Regions from separate parts of the Zea mays genome. Here region 1 is linked to region 2. The links are chromatin contacts, called in public Hi-C maps. All regions are on one chromosome and are shown on one strand. Each heading gives the region's core, a stretch centred on a gene start, on an enhancer-like site or on the middle of the called end of the contact. The rest is flanking DNA. Distances are from core to core; before and after follow the strand shown. Region 1 holds the start of LOC103649828. Region 2 holds the start of LOC100191388.

Region 1 (5,489 bases), core at 314-2,813, 310 kb before region 2:
TCAAAAGCAACATGTTCGACCTTTTTGGCATGATGAGTTTACCAATAATTGAATCGGAAATGTTAAATATAATATAATATTTATTTATTTATTTATTTATTTATTTCTGGACTTGTGCAGCTTGTCAGCTTGTGGACTGTCCGGTCAAGTGGAGGATACTCGGCAGGAAACAAGCAGGAATTAGAGAACAAATCAGAGCCAGTTCTCGAAGCAGTACTCTGTCGAAAAGGCACTCCTCGATTCGCTTAATCTATCCAGGATACGAGACAGCTGACCGTCAGCTGCTCTTCGACTTGTCATCCCCACATTATATATCCTGATCGTTTTCCATGATTTGCTCTGGTAGCCGCTCCTTTCCAGTTCCGAATTAAAGAATCCACGATGTCGATTTTGAAATCAGAAGTTGGCATTTTGTGCTAATAGAAACAGGTGTGTAGCACGCATGCTTTGTAATAATTGTACAAACTCAAAACACTACCCCCCAAAAAAAAATGAACATTGCAACACAAGGATGGATTATATAGGTAAGGACTAGAAGTAACAGTACAACAGCAGGGGAGACGAATGTCTCCTTCCACAGACAAGAGAATTGCCACATGAGAAGCAAAAAAACATGGAACGACGCAAATGCAAGATACGGAGAGATTTAACCGAAGTGCAGCTAAGATAGCAGCGACAACCACGACTGGTTCTGCCCGATCGACCAAGGAATTGAAGCAGCAGCAACGGACGAATGTCTCTAGAGCAGGCGCTGGACCAGAGAGCGCTGCCTCTGCAGCCTCATCTCCTGGTAGAACCGCTCGATGAAGCGCTCGGCGCGGTCGTCCACTTCCACGTCGCCTTCCTCCCCGTAGTCCACAACCGCCACCTCCTCATCCTCGTCGTTGCTGCTGCAGGCGTAGGCTGCACCGTCGTCGCGGCCGCGCGCCCACTCGAGAGCCGGGGCGAGCACCACCAGCTGGTCCCTCTCCGCGCGCCCGTCGGTGCGACGCGCGAGGCCGTCCAGCACGGCGACGTCGAGCTCGTCGGCGCCGCCGCCGCCACAGAAGAGGGAGGCGAGGACCATCCTGGCCCTGCCCCGGCGCCTCCTGGCGGCGGCGGCGGCGGCCCTCCGCCAGGTGGTGACGCCGGGGGGCGGGGCCGGGAGCAGCGGGGAGCGGGAGGGCGAGAACTGGTACTCGCCCACGTAGGCGTAGTTGTAGTGGCGGAACGGCTTGTAGCAGCGGCGCCTGCCCGCGGCGGCGGAGGCGCGCTTCTTGAAGAGCAGCAGGCCGAGCTTGGCCTTGGTGATCGGGGTCAGCGGCAGCGCCAGGATCGCGGCCATCGCCCTCCCCAGGATGCGCTTGGAGCCGGAGCCGGGGCTGGAGGAGGATCTCGGCATGGCCGGCGACCGACGACGGATCACTGGTCCCTCTCTTTCTCACATTCAAATGGCCAACGGAGGCGGGCGGGCGGGCGGGCGCGGACCGACCGAGTTGGTTGCTGCGACTGCGAGAGTGAGAGTGGTGGTGTGCGGGTGTTTTATGGTGGTGGACGGTGGTGGGGCTTGGGGTGCAGCGGCACGGCACGGCACGGCACGGCTCCTGTGCAGCCGCTGCCCTGCCCTGCCGCTGGATGGATGGATCGTGCCGTGCGTACAGAGGAAAGTTAAGTAGTCGGCAGAGTAATCGTGGTGTGCAGCCTTTTCGATAATGTCTACCAGGATCGGGATTAACTCGCATTGAAATGATGTTTTTCTTTCCTGGATCCGGATTTCGCTGGCCATCACCATTATTACATCATTTCGGGTGCATCTGATCGCGATCTCGTAGCCTCGCCGGTCGCCGCATTCATTCAAGTTTTTAGCAAAGCACAGATGGTATTTACTATCGCCACGGCGTACGCGTTCGCAGAATCCTAGTAGCTAATATCCTGCCTCGTCAATCGGTTTTCAACACTCTGCTCGTATACCGCGTAGGGGCCACTGGTCCGTGATTAGCACACGGCGAAAACCGTTGATCCACATGATTACCATTACACGGTGTACGTACGTAGCCGGAGCAAGTGCTGCGGCTGGCAGCAGTGGTAGGAACCAACAGACGGATCGCCGTGCAAACCACACCGACCGATGGCGACCGACTGGAGCAGCCAGGGCAGGGGCGCGCCGTGCGCGCGCTCCTTGCCGTGGTCGATTGAGTGGCGGACTGGTGGGTGGGGTTCGCAGCTGGAAAGCGCTGGCCGTGGGCGGTGGTTTTTTTTGTCGGATCAGTGGCGAGCGGCGAGCCCGAGCCGTGCTCTGAGCTGGCGGCCGGTCTCTTTTCGCGCTTCGAACCGAGGCTAGCCGTTGCCTCAAGTCAGTCTCCCTCCCCCTTTCCTTTTTCGACCCTAAAAACCCTAAAACCAGCCGCTCCCCGACCTCCGTTCCACCCACGTTTGGCGTCAGGTTGTCACGTCATCTCCAGTCTCCATGCCTGCAAGCGACTGTAGGATCCACGCCTGCAAAAGTCCGCGACACTCGCGCTGCCTACTTGACTGCTGCTAGGGATGAAAACGGTTTCAAATTTTTTCAGTATTCCGGAAATTGATTTCGAAATTTTTCGATCGGATTCACCGGTAACGGTATTTTTCAAAAACGGAATCGGTTTTCGGAATTTTCTATCGAAATCGGCGTGGTGTTTTACCGACCGTTTCCTTCGGTTACCGGTTTTTGTCGGAAATTACCGGATTTGTGTCTCGGAATTTTCTGGAATTGTGTCTCGGAATTTTCCGGAATTGTGTCAACGGCTATAGAGCATTTAATGCATCGTCAGATGTCAGATACAGCACTCGCGGACGGTCCGGTCGTGCACCCCGGACGGTCCGCGAGGACGCTAAAATGAATTATACCGAACACGTCACCTTCGAGTTTTTTCTGGTTTTACAACGATCGGACGGTCCGCGCCTGAGGCCGAACGGTCCGTGCTTGGTCTCAGACGGTGCTCGCTTCTCCATCGGACAGTCGGTAGTGTTAACTTGTGTTTTTTCAGTGTTTCTGTCCGAGGCACACTCTGGTGTCGCGGACGGTCCGCGCATAGGTGTTTTTCCAAAAAATCTTCTCCTGTCCGGAATATTACGGACAGTCGACTTAGAATAGTTGTAGATAAACTTATCCACCTGACAAATGATTAACTGGACAAACTAGTTAGTCCATAAGGTTTGTGATGGTCGTCAAACACCAAAATCGATTATAGAAAATGTTGAGGCAATTTCCCTTTCAGTGCCCAAAAGAATTTGTCTCTCGATTGTCCTAAAGTAACAAATGCCATTAAATTTGATAAATACTGCCACCCAACCAATTTTACCCCAACAATAGCTTTATGAAAGATAGGTTGGATATATTTCCATTCATAACATCCTTGACTAAAGCGTTCCTTTTAAGCACAATATTAAAAAGATTAGGAAAATGGTATCCATCGGTCAATCCAAAACCTGGTCGCATGACTATCGCCTCCTCTAAACCTGCCCCATCTCAAGAATTCTGCTTTAATATTCATGAACCCATACAAAAAATATGAGTCACTTGGTCTTCCCACGACTTGCGTAAGCGATTTGGATCCTAAATATTTATTTTGAACAATTTTCCGCCATGTACCAATGTACCATCTTCATTGAATAATCTAAAAAGCAATTTGCTAAGTAAATGTTCTTAATGGCTAGATTGGCTACCCCCAATCCGCTATATTCTTTATGTTGACAAATAATCTTCCATTTGATCAGTCTCTATTTATTTTCGAAATGACCATCTTGCCTGTAGAATCGAGAACATATGTCATCTAGTTTTTTCAAGACCCCCACAAGCACCTAAAAAGGACATCATGAAAATGGAAAAGTGGTTTAATACAAAATTAATGAGCACTAACCGTCCACATGATTATTTCAAAACCATGGATTATGGTTAGATATACCTGGATAGATAGTACATGGCACATGGTCTGATGTAGTATATATGAAGACAAATGAGGTGACCGTCAATGATGTTCATGTATGTCTTTTCTAGGCAACGAAGAATTCCTTTTCTGATATTGCCTTGCCTTTTTTTTGTTGCTTTTTCATGGCTATGTACCGGCATTTTGATAGAAGTTGCTGTAAAGATGGCTTCGTCTTTACCTTACTCTTTGATCTGAAACTCTCTTTAGTTTTTGAAGAAAAAAAATCGCTCAGGAGGCCATTTTGGGATCGACGGCAGGTTGCAGCTGCAGCTATTCTCCTGCCTTGCCCCCAACCGAACTTAGTACTCAGATATGTTTTCTAAACTATGTTCGTAATTGGGGACACTTTGATCAACAAAACTAGCTGATATTTCTTGAATTACTAGGTTTTCTGTCTTGTGACAAATCTAGACTTGCCTAATCACCTTGTACTTTGCTCCGTGGATCGATTTGTTTGATCAAAATGATCATTATTTATGGGTGATGGATTGTGAATTACTACTTGTCGGTGTTTTGTACCTCGCTTCGACAAGTAAATTTATTGTACTCGTTCCAGGCTCCGGAGGGCGTGTACGGAGAGCGCAAGATTTATACTGATTTGGGTAGAATGTCCCTACTTCCAGTCATCGGTAACTTGCGCTACTAGCACCATTGATAATCAAACTCGTAGTAGGGGTTACAAGCAGTCGAGAGAGAGGAGAGACTCCTATGTATCTTATCGGGGTGGAAGTGAAGCTTAGAAGCTAGAAGATGAAGTCTTAGCTAAGTCTTGGCTTGACGAGGCTCCGACCTCCAGGTCCTCGTCGGCGCTCCTCCTCCTGTTCGCCCTTGTGGGTTCGTTTCCGTCTGAAGGCGTGCGGTTGTGTCCAAGAGCTCTCTCTTCGTTTTATAGACCGGGATATGGGTCGACCAGCGGTGGCTTTCCTTGGAAAGAGACGTAGGGCAAGGGTAAAACCAGCATTTTACCCCAGGTGAGGCCACACGTACTCGTGGGGCCCGCTTGGCTGTCACGTATTTATTGTGGCGGATGACGTGGGGGCGGCGATGATCTCATGCGTCATCATTATGGTTGTGCCGACCCCTAGCTCCATAGCCTGGTGCTCGGCGAGGCCTGTCGTGTAGTGCCCTGCGTAAGGTCAGCACACTCAGGCTTAGTTAGATAGGCCATAAGTGTGTCGCAGACCGAGGGTTTGTAGGTCATGAGTGCTATGCGAGCCGAGGGGCCCGTAGGTCATGCGTGGTTAGCGGATCGATGCCCATGTTACGGCTCGGTGCTAGACGTGGTTAATACGGCCAATCCAGGACCGGACGCGAGATCTCTTCCGACACGCCCGACCCCGAACTCGGTGCCACGGGGTTCGACCGAGGGCGGGTCCTTTCATGGTTGACGCACCTGCCTCTCTCAACTGACTAACGGGTTCCAACGATTAGGAGCGCCTTTCCTCAGCACACTCTCTGACCGGCAGATCTAGGAATACGAGGTCATTCTTCGGACACTACTCTATAATAAGGGGCAGATCCAACATAGGGGTTCAGCTCCCT
Region 2 (5,430 bases), core at 1,789-4,288:
GGCTGAACCTGGCCAGTACCTTTGTTTGAATATTTTCTGCGGAAGGAATTCAGTACATGTACAGTGCCAAAATAATTCGGTACTGTAGAGTGCATAAAGTACACTATGTTACAACTTACAAAGCAGCCACATTTGAGGCACAACTGCCTTCGATTGCTGGATGCAAAAGCGGCAAGAATAGATACACAAAAACTAAAATACAGATCTATTATGTAGGGATCAGCAACTTGGCACAATAAATGAGTCATGGGTAACATTCCGTGTTTACTAAGTATGTGTCCGATATTTTAAACAATGTGAGCAGGGAGATATTGCCAAGACCTGGTTTCTGACAGAAAAAGAAAACTAACTCAACATCAAATACCACTAAAACTGGTAGAAGAATGATAACATATATTCAGAAATCTAAGACCTCTAGTAAATTATCAAGATTTCATGGAGCATGTCGACTCTGCACCAGTTGGCAATGGCAATCACAAAACTCAGTGTGCTTGAAGCTCTCGCCTAGATGTAATGACAAAGGACCATGATAATACCAAGAACAAATAAAGCCTATCAAGCAATTGATGAATATGATACACATTGATGTCATTCACCTTGAACCATGAAAACTTAGGTTTCAACCACACACTTATCCTCAACATTGTCATTTGTTTGGGAAATTTCTGTGCCTGAAGTCATGACTTTCTTCTCTTCACACTCAGAGGCTACATTAGAAAAGTGATTTTTCAACACTGTCAAAATATCTGATTCTGAAGCTCCAGCCAACTTAAACCTTTCAACAGATGCATCAAGATTTGTCTTCCAGTCACCAACACTGAGCTTAAACTCCACTTGGGAACGCTCGAAAAGCATATTACCCCAGAAGAGGTGAATCTGTTGCCTCATTACTGCTGCCTGCTCAGCTGCTTCTTCTGGTGTCAACTCCGGTTGACCACCTGCACCGTGCTGCCTTTTCCTCAGTACCCCATCCTTATCACATGCGCCTGGTTCTTTTAACTCTGCCATTCTCTGTTCTTCCACCTTCTCCCACATCTCTGTTGCAGCCCTCATGTTCTGCTCAGCGCTATCAAAAAGCTTGAATGTTTCCAAAGAATCCCAGGTAGATAGGTCAGCCTTATCTGCCAGTGCATATGACCAATGAAGCTTTGCAGTCTCGAAGTGTTGCTGGCCTAAAGCAAGAAGCCCTTCATAGAAGTCTGGCTTGATTTTAAGGGCCTCCTCATATTTGTGCCCTGCAAGAGCATACCTCTCCTTCACCCAATAATAAGCTGTGCGGAGCTGAGCAGCCATGACTTCCTTTGGAGCAGATTCATCGAGAGGGATGCGCTTCCTTGCTTCACACATGTGCACATTTCCCCAATTGAATAAGGCCAAAGCAGCAACCTCCTGAAATTTAGAAGCAGCCAACTCAAAAAGGACCTGAGCCTCCATGCTTGTCACAGTTTCCTCGAGAGCCTCGGAGCACAGCTCCATGCCCAACTCATGCAGGTCTAAATGTGCATCTGCATCAATCCCAACCTGGTTCCGGAACAAATCTGCAAACTGAAGCAACCAATCATCAATCTCAGCTTCCTTGCACTCGGCATGGCCACAATCATTCTTCCCTGTCTCCACACTTTGATCAGCAGATCTGTTCTCAACATCTTGCTTCACCACCTCTGCGTCGGTTACCACTGCTAAAGCATGTAAAGTGCTATCTTCACCATTGATCAACAATTCCTCATCCTCCTCCAACTTCTCTTCTTCCAATGGCAAAGTTGGTTCCTGTTCTGGGCTAACTTCAACAAGGTGCAGCCTCAACACCGGGAGCTTATTGTCATCCTCCCTCCCATTTTCTACAACCTCGTGGCCAACTTTATCAATGAATAATTCAGCTAACCGGAGCTCTTCTGTTGATGTGATGGTAACTAGATCACCATCAGCATCCTTATATTTAATCAACACTGCCTTGGATGATGGGAACCTCTTAGCTACAAACTCACGAAGTGTTCGGAAGCTGCATTTCTCTGGAACCTGCCCAAGCCTAATGTCGTGGTCATACACCAGCTTGAGAGGCCTCCATCTCGTCACAACCTTTTTATTTATAAGTGGTGCCGCTCTTTCCGGTAGCAAAGAGGCAACTGGAGGCGTCATGGCCTTCTCGGAGCTATCTGCAGCCAAAGGCTTGGTTGAAGATGGCGGAGAATTGGAGAAAGGCACCAGCTTGGGCAACGGTGGCGGGTTAGATTTTGGAATCACTGCGAGATTTGGCTGCAAGTTAGCAGGAGAGGCTGGTGGTGGTTGTTTCTTAGGGAATGAGCGAGCGGGGAGGGAATGGCCAAGTCCGGCGACAACGGCGGAGGCACCAAGGGCAGCGGGGGAGGGCCGGCTGGTGGGCTCGGGTGCCGAGGAAGCGGAGGCAGCAGAGGATGCGTTGACACGGGAGCGTAGTCGGTAGGAGAGGTCGATGGCTTCGCGGTGGTCAGGGTCGAGCGCAAGGAGCGCCAGCGCGTCGGCGAGGGCGAGCTCGTGGCGGCCGAGCGCCTCGAGCGCGCGGGCGCGGCGGAGGAGAGCGCGCGGAAAGCGTGGCTCGGCCTGGAGCGCGAGGGAGCACTCCTGCGCGACGGCCTCGTGGTCTACGGGGCGGAGCTGGAGGAGGCATGCCGCGCGATTGCTGTGGAAGACGGCGCGGTCGGGATGGCCGCGCGGGGCGAGGCGGAGCGCCAGCTCGTATTGGCGCAGCGCCCCGGCGTAGTCGCGCGACTGAAACAGGCGGTTGCCCTCCTCCTTGAGCTCGTGTGCGCGGCGCAAGAGGACGCCCGCGTCCACCACCTGGTGGGGCGCCGCACCGTTCGCCGCGGGTAAAGAAGACGAGGACGGCGTTGCCTTCAGCTCAACCGAGGCGGGCGGCGGCTTTGCGGCGGCGGCGGCGGCGGCGGTGGCCGGCTTCTTCTTTTTTGCGCCGGACTTGCCCATGGGGATAAGTCGAGGAGGAAGGTTCGGGAAACGAGCCGAGTGATGACTTGCACTGCAGTCTGGGCGTCTGGCTTCCCCGTAGTGGTAAGAGCAAACCCTAAGGTAATAAAAGGCCGGCCTGTTTAAATCCTTAAATTGGACCGAATTTGATGGGCCTTTTCGCTTTAGCTTTACCTACTGAGATGGTTTGCTGGTTGCTGCACTAGCGGCCGCAGCTCTGCTGCAAATCTGCAGCAAGCTCAACAGAACAAGCTCGATACGGACACGATTTGTTTCAGCATAAGGGCACGTTCATTTATCCGGGATTGAACCAGGATTCATTCCAATTTATTAAAACTTATTATATAAATTAAAAAAACAATTCGGCTAAAAATTATTTCGGGCCTCCAATCCGTGAAAACGAATAGGGTCTAAAATCCAGATTCTGTTATCAAAAGTTATTATAGACCGTTAAATGTCTAGTTTTTCAGTCCATTTTTATAACAATTACTTTGGTGAAAATAATCCAAATCAATGTGAACGCATAATCGACCGAGCTAACATGATAGAAGGATTTTTTGTTACTTCATATATCCTAAACCCTATAAACATCATCATCTTTTCCCCGCACGTAAATTCTATGATACCTAGATTTTTCTCACGAGTAAATTCTTAAATAAGCTCATCAGAAAAAAGTTAAACCAAACAATGAGTATTCCATGATCAGATTTTCTTGGGACAGTGTCCGTCGTCAGATATATTTTTGCTATGAGGAATGAAAAGCTTAGAGGATGTTTGATTCCACCAAACAAAAGTTTAGTTCATATTACATTGAATGTTTTAATGATAATTACGAGAATTAAATATAGTTTAATTATAAAGATAGTTACACAGATGAAGATAAAGACTAAAAGACGAGATGAACTTATTAAACCTAACTAAGTCTATATTTATGGTCTGTTTGGGAGGGCTTCACTTTAAGAATTTTAGCTTCGATTTTCTAGCTTCATCATAAAACAATTTCAACAAAATGTTGAGCTAGATTCGAGGAGTTTCTGGCTTGCACATAAACTCCAACTTATGTAATTGTCGGGGACCATAATTAGGGGTACCCTCAAGGCTCCTAATTCTCAGCTAAGAACCCCATCAGCATAAAGCTGCAAAGGCCTGATAGGTGCGATTAAGTCAGGGATCAGTCCATTCGAGGGACTCGATCACGCCTCGCCCGAGCCTAGCCTCGGAAAAGGGCAGCCGACCCCGGAGGATCTCCGTCTCGCCCGAGGCCCCCCTCCAGCGGCGAACATATTTCCGGCTCGCCCGAGGCCCTGCCTTCGCCAAGAACCAACCCTGGCCAAATCGCCGCACTGACCGACCAAATCGCAGGAGCATTTAATGCAAAGGCAGCCTGACGCCTTTATCCTGACACGCGCCCCCCAGCCGATAGAGCCGAAGTGACCGCCGTCACTTCGCCGCTCCACTGACCGGCCTGACAGAAAGACAGCGCCGCCTGCGCCGCTCCGACTGCGGTGCCACTTGACAGAGTGAGGCTGACAGGCAGTCAGGCACGGCCGGAGGCACCATAGGAAGCTCCGCTTCGCCCGACCCAGGGCTCGGACTTGGGCTCAGCCCCAGAAGACGACGAACTCTGCTCCGCCCGACCCAGGGCTCGGACTCGGGCTAAGCCCCAGAAGACGACGAACTCCGCTCCGCCCGACCCAGGGCTCGGACTCGGGCTAAGCCCCGGAAGACGGCGAACTCCGCTCCGCCCGACCCAGGGCTCGGACTCGGGCTAAACCCCGGAAGACGGCGAACTCCACTCCGCCCGACCCAGGGCTCGGACTTGGGCTCAGCCCCAGAAGACGACGAACTCCGCTCCGCCCGACCCCAGGGCTCGGACTCCGCCCTAGCCTCAGCCGACGGTCTCCGCCTCGCCCGAACCAGGGGCTCGGACTCGACCTCGGCCATGGAAGACAGACTCAACCTCGGCTTCGGAGGAGCTTCCACATCGCCCAACCTAGGGCGTAGACCAGCCACGTCAACAGGAGGCGCCATCATCACCCTACCCCGAGCCGACTCGGGCCACGGGGAACAAGACCGGCGTCCCATCTGGCTTGCTCCGCGAGATAGGCAATGATGGCACCCCGCATACTCTGTGACGACGGCGGCTCTCAGCCCCCTTACGAAAGCGGGAGGATGTCAGCAAGGACTCAATAGCTCCAACAGCTGTCCCTCCGACAGGCTCCATCGCTCCTCCGACGGCCACGACATCACACCAGCTGGGTGCCAAAATCTCTCCGGCTGCCACAACGGCATGTACTTAGGGCGCTAGCTCTCCTCCGCTAGACACGTAGCACTCTGCTACACCCCCCATTGTACACCTGGATCCTCTCCTTACGCCTATAAAAGGAAGGACCAGGGCCCTCTTAGGGAGGGTTGGCCGCGCGGGGACGAGGACGAGACAGGCACTCGCGTGAGGCCGCTCGCTCCCTCTCC

Evidence for each region. A called contact is a pair of places that touch in the nucleus more often than the background predicts.
Region 1: a Hi-C map of bundle sheath shows a contact between it and region 2, with 5 times the contacts expected there. The contact joins the promoter of LOC103649828 here to the promoter of LOC100191388 in region 2. A contact is called at or near these places in 6 of 25 Hi-C or Micro-C datasets (bundle sheath, ear, endosperm and 3 more).

What each region holds. Positions count from the first base shown.
Region 1 is chr3:21,915,739-21,921,227 of Zm-B73-REFERENCE-NAM-5.0, reverse strand. LOC103649828 reads right to left here and starts at 1,563. Exons shown (of 1, transcript NM_001364399.1): 1 at 414-1,563. The coding sequence starts at 1,381. The coding sequence ends at 740.
Region 2 is chr3:21,606,097-21,611,526 of Zm-B73-REFERENCE-NAM-5.0, reverse strand. It overlaps LOC100191388, which reads right to left and starts at 3,038. Exons shown (of 1, transcript NM_001136822.2): 1 at 243-3,038. The coding sequence starts at 2,958. The coding sequence ends at 613.